Regions from separate parts of the Mus musculus genome. Here region 2 is linked to region 1. The links are chromatin contacts, called in public HiChIP or PLAC-seq maps. All regions are on one chromosome and are shown on one strand. Each heading gives the region's core, a stretch centred on a gene start, on an enhancer-like site or on the middle of the called end of the contact. The rest is flanking DNA. Distances are from core to core; before and after follow the strand shown. Region 1 has its middle 19 kb from the start of Gm31210. Region 2 has its middle 21 kb from the start of Gatb.

Region 1 (5,880 bases), core at 3,224-5,723:
GGGGGGGGAGGGGGAGAGGGGGAGGGGGAGAGGGGGAGGGGAGGGGGAGGGGGAGGGGGAGGGAGAGGGAGAGGGAGAGGGAGAGGGAGAGGGAGAGGGAGAGGGAGAGGGAGAGAGAGAGAGAGAGAGAGAGAGAGAGAGAGTGATTCCAGTATCCACTTTAAGGTCATACTACCATTATTTTCACTTCCTCCCTAGACCAATCTCCTAAAAGTCTTACCAGTTCCTAAAAGCAAGTGACCAAGTCCTTAAAGCATGGTTTTTGAGGCTCTTCCCAGAACCAGTGTATAGCATCAGACTGAGCCAAAATTAAATGAAGTATATGGAACAGGAGTCAGACTGTGGATTTAAAAGAAACAGTGAATGGCTGTGGGATATAGCTTTCCTCAAGCTGTGGAGTCCAGGTCTTCCCAGTGACAATTCAGACATGACTACCCAATGTCTGCCATGTTGGGTCTAGCCTTTTGATTTGTGGCTTTTTCTAGCCATTGAAGTAGAGAGACTTTGACACCAGGAGATCGTGGAGATGACACAGGGGTGAGGACAGACAGCCTGGCGAGCTGTCATCTCCTCATTTCAGTGATAAGGTATATTAGAGCTGGCTAGCTGTTCTTGCTTCCACAAAGGCAGCTGGGCCTATTCTGAAAGAGAATTTCTGCTAAGTCATTTATATACATTCTTGACTTGTTCCTAAGAATCAGTCTGTAGGGACTGGAACAATTCAGCAGTAGAGTTTTTGCATAGCACTCATGCACATAGACACACACACACACACCCCACATATACACCATATACACATACACACCACACATAAATATGTACACACCACAAACACACATACATATACACATATCACATACATACACACACACATATCATCCTAACACACACACACACATACAGATACACACATATACCACACATCATGCACACACACCATATACACACATATTCACACACACCCACATACACACACACACACACACACACACACACACACACACACACACATGGCTACAGGCTTTTCCAGGGCAGGAACAAGTTGGTGTGTCCAGCACTTCCCTCAGGACATAATGAGCAGATGGAACTCCTAAATGAATGCAAAAGGAATTGCACAGATATAATTAGAAATGAGAAGGAAGCATGAGGAAAGGCGAAGGACTGGGGACAGCTCTCCTGGTTCTACAACTCACCGGGATGCCCCCTTGGGACACCACTATCCTCTTCCTGCTTTGACTTCTATGTGGTTGAGAGTTATTCCTCAAACCAAATAAAATTCTGCCTTTATTGGCTAAAAATGTTCAAATAAAGACAAGTTCAGACTTCATAGTGGGCCAGTGGAGGGGCTAAACCCAATTTCATGTGCAGGATGAGAATTTGAACTCTGACCTCTGTGTAGAACCACTTGCATGACACGTTCCATCTCCTGAGTAGAATGCTACAGTTGTGAGAGCAGCCTGTTGAACTCCTGCCTGTGTACCTGTGAGGCTGGAGCCTTCTGGCCCTGCTCGACCCTCTCATCTATCTCTAGTGTCCTAGAAGCAGCTTGTCAACCCTCTCCCCCTGCATTGTGCATATGCTGTGAGCCATTTTAAAACAAGATTAAAACAGAAGCTTGAAAACAAGGCATTCAGGGTTTTCCCCCCCTTTTAAATCAGATATTTAAATACATTGTGGAAAGCAATTTTGGGGGTATTTAATTATTCACACTAATGGTTTATTGTAATGAGATTTTAAAAAACCATTATGATGGGCAAAGGGCTGAGGCTTAAAATATTTTCATTTACAGATATGTTTTGCCATAATGAAACCCAATATGCAAAAATCTAAAATTAGGTAAATTGGAGGCTTTATCTGGGTTCATATTGTTTACTTTACAAAAAGGGGGTGTTCTGCCGCTCAAAAGTGTTTCCCCCAGTGTTCCTTTACTCAGTGCGAGGGCCGTGGTGCCTTTGGAACGCAACTTCAACCATTCCCACGCTGGTCGTACACAGGTGTTCTCTGTAGAGCAAGGTTCATCTGAGGAGAGTGTTGAGCCTCCCTAGGATTGGAGCTGACTCTGAACTGTGGGAGCAGCCAATGGGGAAGAGACAAGAGCAGAGATTTTGAGTGACATCCTCGGCAGAAAGGAAGAAAGACTCGACTCGGGACTGTGAGGGCTCCTATCTGATCTAGATGTGAAGGCGCCCGTCAAATGTGCCATTATATCTCTTTAGCGTAACCTGAGTGCAGCTTAGCGATTAAAGTAGTGCAATCCAAATCAGGAGTCGTGTTTCTCTCTCTGTCTCTTCTTGCTTCCAGTTGGACACTTCTGACATGTTCACTCTGAGGACAGTTTCCCACTTATAAGGCAATTATTTCTATCCCAGGGGAATGCTGTAACACCATGTTAATGTTTTTAATAGCCTGTGAACTCTTCAGACTACTATCTAGCATTGTTACATACTCAACTTCGGAACTGATGGACAGGCAGCCCTGTGTGTGTGTATGTGTGTGTGTGTGTGTGTGTGTGTGTGTGTGTGTTAGAATGTAGGTACAGAGTACAGGTGCATGTGGAGGCTATAGGTCAATGTTGGGCATCTCCCACAAATGCCCCCCCCCCCTTGGAGACAGAGTCTTTCTTAAACCTGGAGCTCACTGATTCAGAAGGGCTGGCCAGAAAGCCCCAGGAAGCCTCGGGTCTCCACTTCTATCTTGCTGGGATTGCAGATTCCCACAGCCACACTTGGCTTTTACATGGATGCTGAGGACCAAACTCAGGTCCTGTGCTTGCATGGAGAGTGCTTTACCAACTGATCCATCTCCGCAGTCCTTCATATACTTACCTTTTGTCTTCAACTTTAAAAATAAAGTAACATGGGGGAGGAGGTCATGGGGGTCTGGGAGGAGAGGCAGGGCTAAGATCTGTATGTAACGCGAATAAATAAATAAATAAATAAATGGGAAAACTAGTAAATACAGAATGAGAGAGAAAAGCATACCCATGGGTTGCTTGGCTTTTTGTTACTGTAACAAACAGTGAGATAAATAACGGAAGCATAAAGGGATTATTATAAATCATGATTGAGAGGTTTCATATATGTATGTACTTGGCCCCATTTAGGGTCCATGACAAGGCAGGATATCATGGCAAGAGCTTATGTTTTAATCAAGTTGCTTATGTCATGGCTGCAAAGAAGCAAGTGAGATGCAGGGAAGACAGTCCTGCAGTCCTTTCAAGGGACTACCCTCCAATGACCCAAGTTCTCCCAGTAGGCTCAAGGTTCCAGCCCTTCCCAATAGTACCATGGACCAGAGACGGAGCTGTCATCACACAGGCCTGTGGGAAACATTTAAGATCCATTTTATACCACCCCGACAGTACACAAAACTTTCCCAAGTGATTCATTCGATAAAACTTTAGCATCTGCTAATTGGACAGCAAATTGTCACTAATGCTGTGGAATCAGCGATTTTGTTCAAGAGAATTTGTTAATTCCCTCTCAGTACATCAGGGTCAGTTCGCATAGTTCATGCGACGATAGAAATATCCTCATTATACAGGGATGGTCAAAACGCTGAATGTGTCTCACAATCCAAACCGTGAGACCTGGAAGTGAGTTTGGATGGTTTTAGATCTATGGTCTTTAGAAGTAAATGTTAACTTTAAAATTGTAGTAGATCCGGGTCCTTGGATGTCATTAGTGAAAACGTAAATGCTTTCTGTGTTTGTCCTAGTTGGCATTCTATTTCTGTGATAAAACCCTGACCAAAAGCAGTGTGGGGAGGGGAGGGTTTGTGTCAGCCTATGGTTCCAGTCCAGGCTGGCCCATGGAGGAGGGCTGCTTACTGACTTGTTTCCCGTGAGTTGCTCAGCCTGTTTTCTCATACACCATAGGACCACTTACCCAGAGGGACCGCTGCCTTCCCACATCAGTCATTAATCAAGAAAATGCCCAGCAGGCTTGCCTAGGGGGTCAATCTGATGGTGACATTTTCTCAATGGAGAGTCCCTCTTCCCAGATAAACCCTGACTTATGTCATGTTGATTAAAATGAAACAGAACAAAACAACTAACCAGCACGGTGTTCATCGAGGGAAGGAACACAGTCTTTAAATGGGGAGGAGTGTGGTAGGTATGTATTCAAAGGTAAAGAAGAGAAGAACGCACAGAGTTGAAGCTAAGGCTTGATAGCTGCTACACTCTCTCCTCTTGTTATCAACAGTCTAACTCATCCATTCGTTTCTACTTTCTGAATGTAATATGGACCCAGCCTCCTGAGAGAGTACCTGGAGCAGCCCTGAGGACAGTCTATACATGCAGCAACTCTACTTCGTGAGCTGGCGTTAGCCCATGCGGCCTGTCTGCTTATACACTGGTCACAACACACGATCTATACTAAACGCAAAGCAGAGACTGTATCTAGGCACTGTTCCAAGAGCACCAGCAGTTGGCTCTGGTAGCCTGTGGCAGTAGCTAGATCTCAGCCACTGAACCCTGCTAAGGACAGCTAATCATGTGCTTCAGAATTCCTGAGTGCGAGATGGCTTACAGGGTTTCAGCTGCAGAGAGAGCGGACATGTGCACCTCAGTTGGGGAACAGACACAAGGCTTAGTCCTGTTAGAAACCAGTGAGACACAGTCCCTCATGCTTGATGGCCCAGCCTGTGGCAGGAACCCATCCCAGACAAAACAAAAGATGGGAGGCCACTGTTCCGGCCTGTGTGGACAGGGCTGGGTGGATGCTGGGAACTGGGCCCTGAGATAGAAGCGGCAAGGAAATAGTTTCCCAGTTGGTAAAATAAACCAGACAGGAGGGCTTTAAAATCTGTGACCTGCTGAACTGCCACAATAAGCAAGAAGATTTACTTCAAGGCTTCCTGGGTGTTCCATCATTTTTGGCCTCAGAACTAGTCAAAAATGGATCCTGTGTTGCTTCCTTTAATGAAGAAGGCCTTTGCCCCTTTGTGTGAGGAAGACATGAGGTAAGTAGCCCATCAAGCTGGGTGAGTGTGTCGTAGTGGGGCCATTCACAAAGGCCTGGGCTGAGGGTGCTTACCTAGCATGCACAAAGCCCCGGGTTCCATCTCCAGCCCCACGGAAATCAATGAAGCAAAACAAACAAACAAAAATCCCACAAAGTGCAAGTTGTATTTAGGAAACTGAAGGAGACAGTGAAGTGACCTGACAAACACCAGTGAGCTGCTATGCCTCCTGGGGCAGAGAGGATATTGTGTGGAAGTCAGTTCCCACTGCTGTTTTCCTAGGGTGATGTCTTAGGGTCACTATTGCCGCAGTGAAACGTCACCATTAAGGAAACTTATAAAAAAGAAAGCATTCAACTGGGGACTTGCTTCCAGTTTCAGAGGATGAGTCCATGACCATCAAGACACGAAGCATGGTAGCAGCAGGTAGGCATGGCATTGGAGCATTAGCTGAGAGCTATGTCCTGATCAGCAGCAGCAGAGAGAGAGACAGACAGACAGACAGACAGACAGACAGAGAGACACAGAGAGAAACTGGGTCCAATCTGGGCTTTTAAAACCACAAAGCCCACCCCACTGACTCAGTGACCTACTCCTCCAACAATACACACCTTCTCCAACAAGGCCACGCCCTTTGATTCTTCCCAAACAGTTCCACTAGCTGAGGACCAAGCATTCAAGCATACATAAGCCTACGGGGGGTGGGGGGAGAAGTGGGGGAGCATTCTTTAGTCAAATGGTCACAAGTGATGAGACAGGAAGAGGGGGCACACACACCACCACAAACCCACTGTCCCGCCTCTCATTTGCCTCCTACCACCCTGAACTGGCTAAATCAAATCCAAAGCCAGAACCCGAGTTCTACAGAACCCGAGGCCTACATAGCAGACTGATGTGGGGCAGAGTGGTGGAATG
Region 2 (5,355 bases), core at 2,438-4,937, 190 kb after region 1:
GAGCTGTGGGGGAGCAATGAGAATTCACAGAGTGGCGATGTGGTGCAGCTCCTGGTGTCCTGCACAAACAGGGGCCTGGAAACTCTCGGTCTGCTTTCTAAGGAGACCGTATCATCTTTATTATTATTGCTTTCACCGCGATGACACTGTCCACTGAGCTGATTTTTCAAGAAGGGCTTTCTTAGTTGACATGGATTCATATCTTTTTCTACTAAGTTCCAAAACCAAATGCAGACCCCGGATGAATATTTAGAATTCTAAAGGATTTTTTCTAGGTAAAAATCTAAGGCTGCCATCTCTTAAAACAAATGAGTTCGGTTGCACAAATACATTCATGTCAAAGTACTTCAAAAAGCAATATGCATCAAGCCCCATAGATCATGTCTGAGTTTTGCTTCCAGTCTTAGACAGCACTGTAAGCCACAGAAAGAGAAGGGGGGGGAGGGATTGAGCAATTGTTCTTCATTGTTGAACAATATTTTTTTAGCCTTAGTCCCAGTTTAATTGAAATTATTTACCCAGGTAAACACATTTGCTACATGAAGAAATGTTACCTGATACAGGTCCAAGGGACACAATGAGACCACGGAGCGGTATCTTTGGCAAGTGTTGTGGAAAAAGTAATTAACTCGGGTTTCCAGGGAGTGGTGATCTAGCTCTGGCTTTCATATTATTGGAGTGTGCAAAGCTGGCTGGTGGGTCAAGGGTTTCCAGATCCTCTCTGCCCCTGCTTTCCTTATATTTACATTTTCAGCTTTAGCGAGGGGGATTTTGTGCAGAAAAAGCTATTTTAGTTGCCATGACCTAAAATCCCAGCACTAGCAAGTGATTCTCTCCTCTTCTGGGGAGGGCTAGCTCTGCAGATTCAGAAATGAATGACCAGGGGCAGAAAGTGGGAAGGCTATGTGTAATTAGGGACCCAAAGTCCAAATGGCTGGTTTTGATCAACATGCACCCTTTGCCTAACGCTAATCCATTTGTTCATTTATTGGAGTTTAAAACTGAGCCCTATGCCCTCCAGCCTCGGCAAGCAAAGACATAATTTAAAGTACCAAGACACAAATGTGCTATTTATTCCCATGTAAAAGAGTCATTCTTACAGTGACTTACATTTTTTTCCCCTTCAGGAAGCTAGATCTTTTCAAGTTGTTTACCATGTTGTCAATGATTACCATCATTAATAATGATAATGACAATCACCGGGCCCCAGCCATGTGCTGGGGAATAAATAGACCACTGAACTAGGCTTCAGCCCAGCCTAGAGATACAGTGGTAGTTTTGTTTCACCGCAGAGTTCACAAAGTGGGATGGCAAATATGAAGAAGGTCTGGACCCAATATCTTCCCTCAGCTTTTTTTTTTCATTTCATTTCAAAGCTCCCTTTTTGCAATTCCTTGTGCATACAGAGGTTGTGGACCACAGTCAGCCTCTATGTATGACCTGGCACTGGCTCCACAGCCCTTGCAGTTCTCCAGGCTGGCACTAATTGCCAGATGCCCCCAGCTGAGCAGGACTGGATGTCAGGGCCACTGGATGCACTATTAATGGAATCTGTTATCAAGTCACAAGACAAGATGCCAGTCTGGCACCATTCTGCAAACTGGAAGTGCATGGGGTCGGGGGTGGGAGAACACAGACTCCCTGTCTGACGATGAATAGCTAAGCTGTGAAACCAATCCACTGAGAATCTACTAGGAATTAGCCTGTCACAAATGGCTCTGCTGTGGGTGAGGGAGGAGCATGTGATTGTGGGTCTGTTTGTCTGTCTGTCTGCATGTATGTGCTTTAATTGGTGTTGTAAATGCATGTAGAAAAGCATACCAAATATAAATGATAGCTGAGATTCTTGGCTGGTGTCTTGCTTGGATTAATGTGTCCTGATAGCATTAGGGATATAAATATAAGTGAAGTATTAAGAGCAAGAGTAGAAATTGAATAATAACTCTTTTCTGAAGAGTAATTGCGTTGGAATAATTTGCCCTCACCATTTCCATGGGTGCCTAGAATAAATATGTAATTTGTTTTGATCATTTCACTTGACAAAATTAGACTTAGTACAAGTTTGAAGGGGCGCCCTCCCCCAGTCCCCAGTGTCTGTGCTTCCCTCTCTTGGATTCTGAACCTTGGTTTTACAGATGAGGAAGATGGTTATATAATGTGTTACCCACGGGCTCATGTGCTGAATGCGTGGCTTATACCCGATGACATTATTTTAGAGAGATGATGTAAACTTAAGGAGGTAGGCCCTACCTGGAAGACGCAGGTCACTAGGCAGGGGCATTACTTTGAAAGTCCCTGATCCCATCCACTCTCTCTTACTTCTTATCTCTCATGATATAAATATAACACCCCACACTCTACACTCCAAGCATTTCTGCTTTGCTGTGCCCTTCCCATCATAGAGGACTGGGGCACTTTACACCAAGGTAAAGCCTTCCTCCTTTGAGCCAGGCATTTGATCATATTGGTGAGAAAGTTATTATCATACCTTCATTATTTCTGCTCCTACTTTAGCTCATATGTCTACAGAACAAGGCTCATAAACAAAGCTAAGCAGAGAAGCAAAGGGCATTTGCTATTTGCCCCTTTTCAGCCCCACATGGTACAATCACAGAGAACTAGAAGTTATCACCACCATGGAAATTCCTAAAATGTTTTTCCAAGCATACTCACGGAGACCTTTTACCAAGGAGAAATGAGAGCACAAATGCTCCTAGCCCTCTACTCTACTCACATGGCTTCTGCCAGTCAGCTCAGCTCTCAACACTCCTCTCCATCCCAGGCTATCAGTAGAAATACAGAAATCACAGGCATACACAAAAACCTAATATATGGATGCAGAACACATTCACGTGTACTAAATACCAGTCTCTGCCTTTGGATAACACACATGATGCTGAAATCCAAACACAACCTTCCATTATCTCCATGGGAGTTTCTACATGCATCAAGGGGCACATTTGGTTTAGATCAATTAAGTTTGTTTTTCTTTTATTACTTAGGCACATAAAGCAGTCAAAATACATTTATTATATATTCTTTTTAAAAAAATAATTTCCCTGCATATACATATGTTTTACAAATACAACAGGCTTTCCACTGTCAGGACTCAGGCAGTGGCAGCTTTCATTTTTCTCCTTACAGGGAAAGATGGGCTCATACAGGTCATTTCTGGAAGAGGCACTTTCTTACTTAGTGTAGAAAGTGAAAGAAAAGAAAGGGAATAGAAGAATGGAGATTTTTTTTTAACTTCAAACAATCTGAGATTCGTATCTTTAAACTTACAGTCACAGGGCAGAGACTGGCTGGGATACTCCTGTAAACCCATCGGTTAGAGAGGCCACGTCTTGTCACCTCCAGACAATGGCAGGACACACTAATGCAGTTAAGCCATGCTGCTGCTCGAGCGTTGGGGGAGGACTGGGTCATTTCAGGTCAGTCTGGATCCCTCCTTTCCTCTGTAGGGACCTTCTGCACAGAGATGAAACTCGGGGACACAGGACACACTGCTTTGTCCTTACAGGGAAGTGCCACAGACATTTGCCTCAGTAGGCTCCTGAGGGTTTATCACACTTGCTCTCTGGGATCTCCTTATTCAGCTTCTTATTGGAAGCTGTCTGTTGTCTCATTCCTAAACAGGGAGCCCCGTGGGATCACAGGGCACGTCTGTCTCAAGCTCTCCTACAACTCCACAGTGATGCTTATGACTCAGCAAATACGCGTTGAATGGATGAGTGTGTTCATCTATCCAATCCACATATAGCCAGTGGTGAAAATTAGTCCACACCTTTGAGAAGTTCTCAGAAGAGAAATAAACACTAAGCCATCGCAGGGAGAGTGTGGGAGGGAAGAAACCATGCTGAATTAGATAGTACATTTGTATTACATGATGTGTGATACCATATGAAGACAGGCACATTCGCTGTTCTGCTCCCTCCCACGCTGATTAGTAGGTTATTCTTTCAAAAATTAGTCACAGAGTGTGTGGGCACTGCTGCCCTCTCAGTCTCTGGGAACCATGCTAGGATCTAAAGCTGCCAGTCCTGAGGTACAGCAGCTGCGTGCTGATCCTAAGATGGGGTAGAGTTCGGGCTGCTGAGACGCTTAGCAGGTGCCTCTAGATAACTCTGGGTATTGGGTGGGAGTAGGTACCTGGTTTGAAGACAGGGTGACTTCAAAGTTCAATATCTGTTGTACATACTCATTTTTACAGCTAGTGGTAAGGTGATGGTTTCTGAGTCTGTGGTGGTTTGAATGAGAATGCCCTCCCATAGGCTTTTCTCTCCTCCCACCCCCACTGCCAGGTTAGGATGTACACTCACAGCTATTTCTCCAACACATGCCTCTCTGCCTGCCATCACATTCACCATGATGATGAGGGTTTACCTCTCTGAACCTGTAAGCAAGTTCCCAATTAAGTGTATTCTTTTATGAGTTGCCTCGTTCATGCTTTCTCTTCACAGAAATAGAACATTAAGACAGAAGTTAGTACCCAGGACCACCAGCAGAGGGATGGCACCACTCACAATGGGCTGGGCTGGGCACTCCACCATCACTAAGACAATGCTCTAAAGGTTGCCTACAGCCCAATCTTATAGATGCATTTTCTTAGCTTAGGTTCCTCCCTCTCTGATGACTTTTACTTGTGATAGGTTGACATAAAACTAGCTACCAAAGCACAGAATGTCTTCAAATGCCCCGTTACTCCTGGCTTAAAGATCTATTGTTAGCAGCATATAGGTGATTCCATTGGCCTGACCTCAGGAACCTAGCTTAAGCACCATGACCTGAGGCCACTGCCAGGTGTGACAGGTGTGTGCTGCCACTCTATCTCTCTGTGTGTCCTTGGTGTTCCCTCTCTTGTTCTTAGGGTGTGCCCCTCTCTCTGTCCCCTTTCTCTGTCCTCATGGCTCTGTTCCCGTCTATCTGCCTGTCTATATTCTCACTTGCCTGCCTCTATCCCTTCCCCAGGTCCTCTCCCCTCCCCCTCCTCCTATAGACCTCTTTTACACCAGGTCTGTTGCTCAGGGGCACATCTCAGCATGGGCCACCAAAGGTTCCCCCTTCATAACACCTATGGTCTTGGGACTGGAGGTCTTTTAGCTAATGAGCCACCTGTTATCAGGAAAGATAATCTGTGTTGTTATTATGCACAAACCTATTGAATACATGCTATGGTTTCATTATCTGTGTTCCCTTACCCTAAATAAAATGAAGTCTAATCTCTGCTAAGAGATTATGAGCAGTTAGGAGAGATTACTAGAGGTCATGAGAATTCTGATCACTTAAAGGTGGTCATTCCCTGTATTAAAGAGGCCTGGGGAACTCACCTGCCTTTCTATATTTTGAGAAGTC

Evidence for each region. HiChIP or PLAC-seq counts read pairs in DNA pulled down with a chosen protein or histone mark.
Region 2: an H3K27ac HiChIP or PLAC-seq map of heart atrium shows a contact between it and region 1, with 9 read pairs. The contact joins two enhancer-like sites. A contact is called at or near these places in 11 of 484 Hi-C or Micro-C datasets (the HL-1 cell line, cerebral cortex, cortical neurons and 5 more) and 3 of 115 datasets of contacts at active chromatin or transcription factors (cardiomyocytes, heart atrium and neural progenitor cells).

What each region holds. Positions count from the first base shown.
Region 1 is chr3:85,358,653-85,364,532 of GRCm38.p6, forward strand. No RefSeq gene overlaps it. Among named protein-coding and RNA genes, the nearest start is that of Gm31210, 19 kb to the left of the region's middle. Within about 2 kb of position 4,474, at least 15 of the 459 cell types and tissues checked have an H3K27ac peak or open chromatin away from gene starts, as enhancers often do. A contact at or near this core is called in heart atrium, where this site is marked.
Region 2 is chr3:85,550,009-85,555,363 of GRCm38.p6, forward strand. It overlaps Gm3740. Among named protein-coding and RNA genes, the nearest start is that of Gatb, 21 kb to the right of the region's middle. Within about 2 kb of position 3,688, at least 32 of the 459 cell types and tissues checked have an H3K27ac peak or open chromatin away from gene starts, as enhancers often do. A contact at or near this core is called in heart atrium, where this site is marked.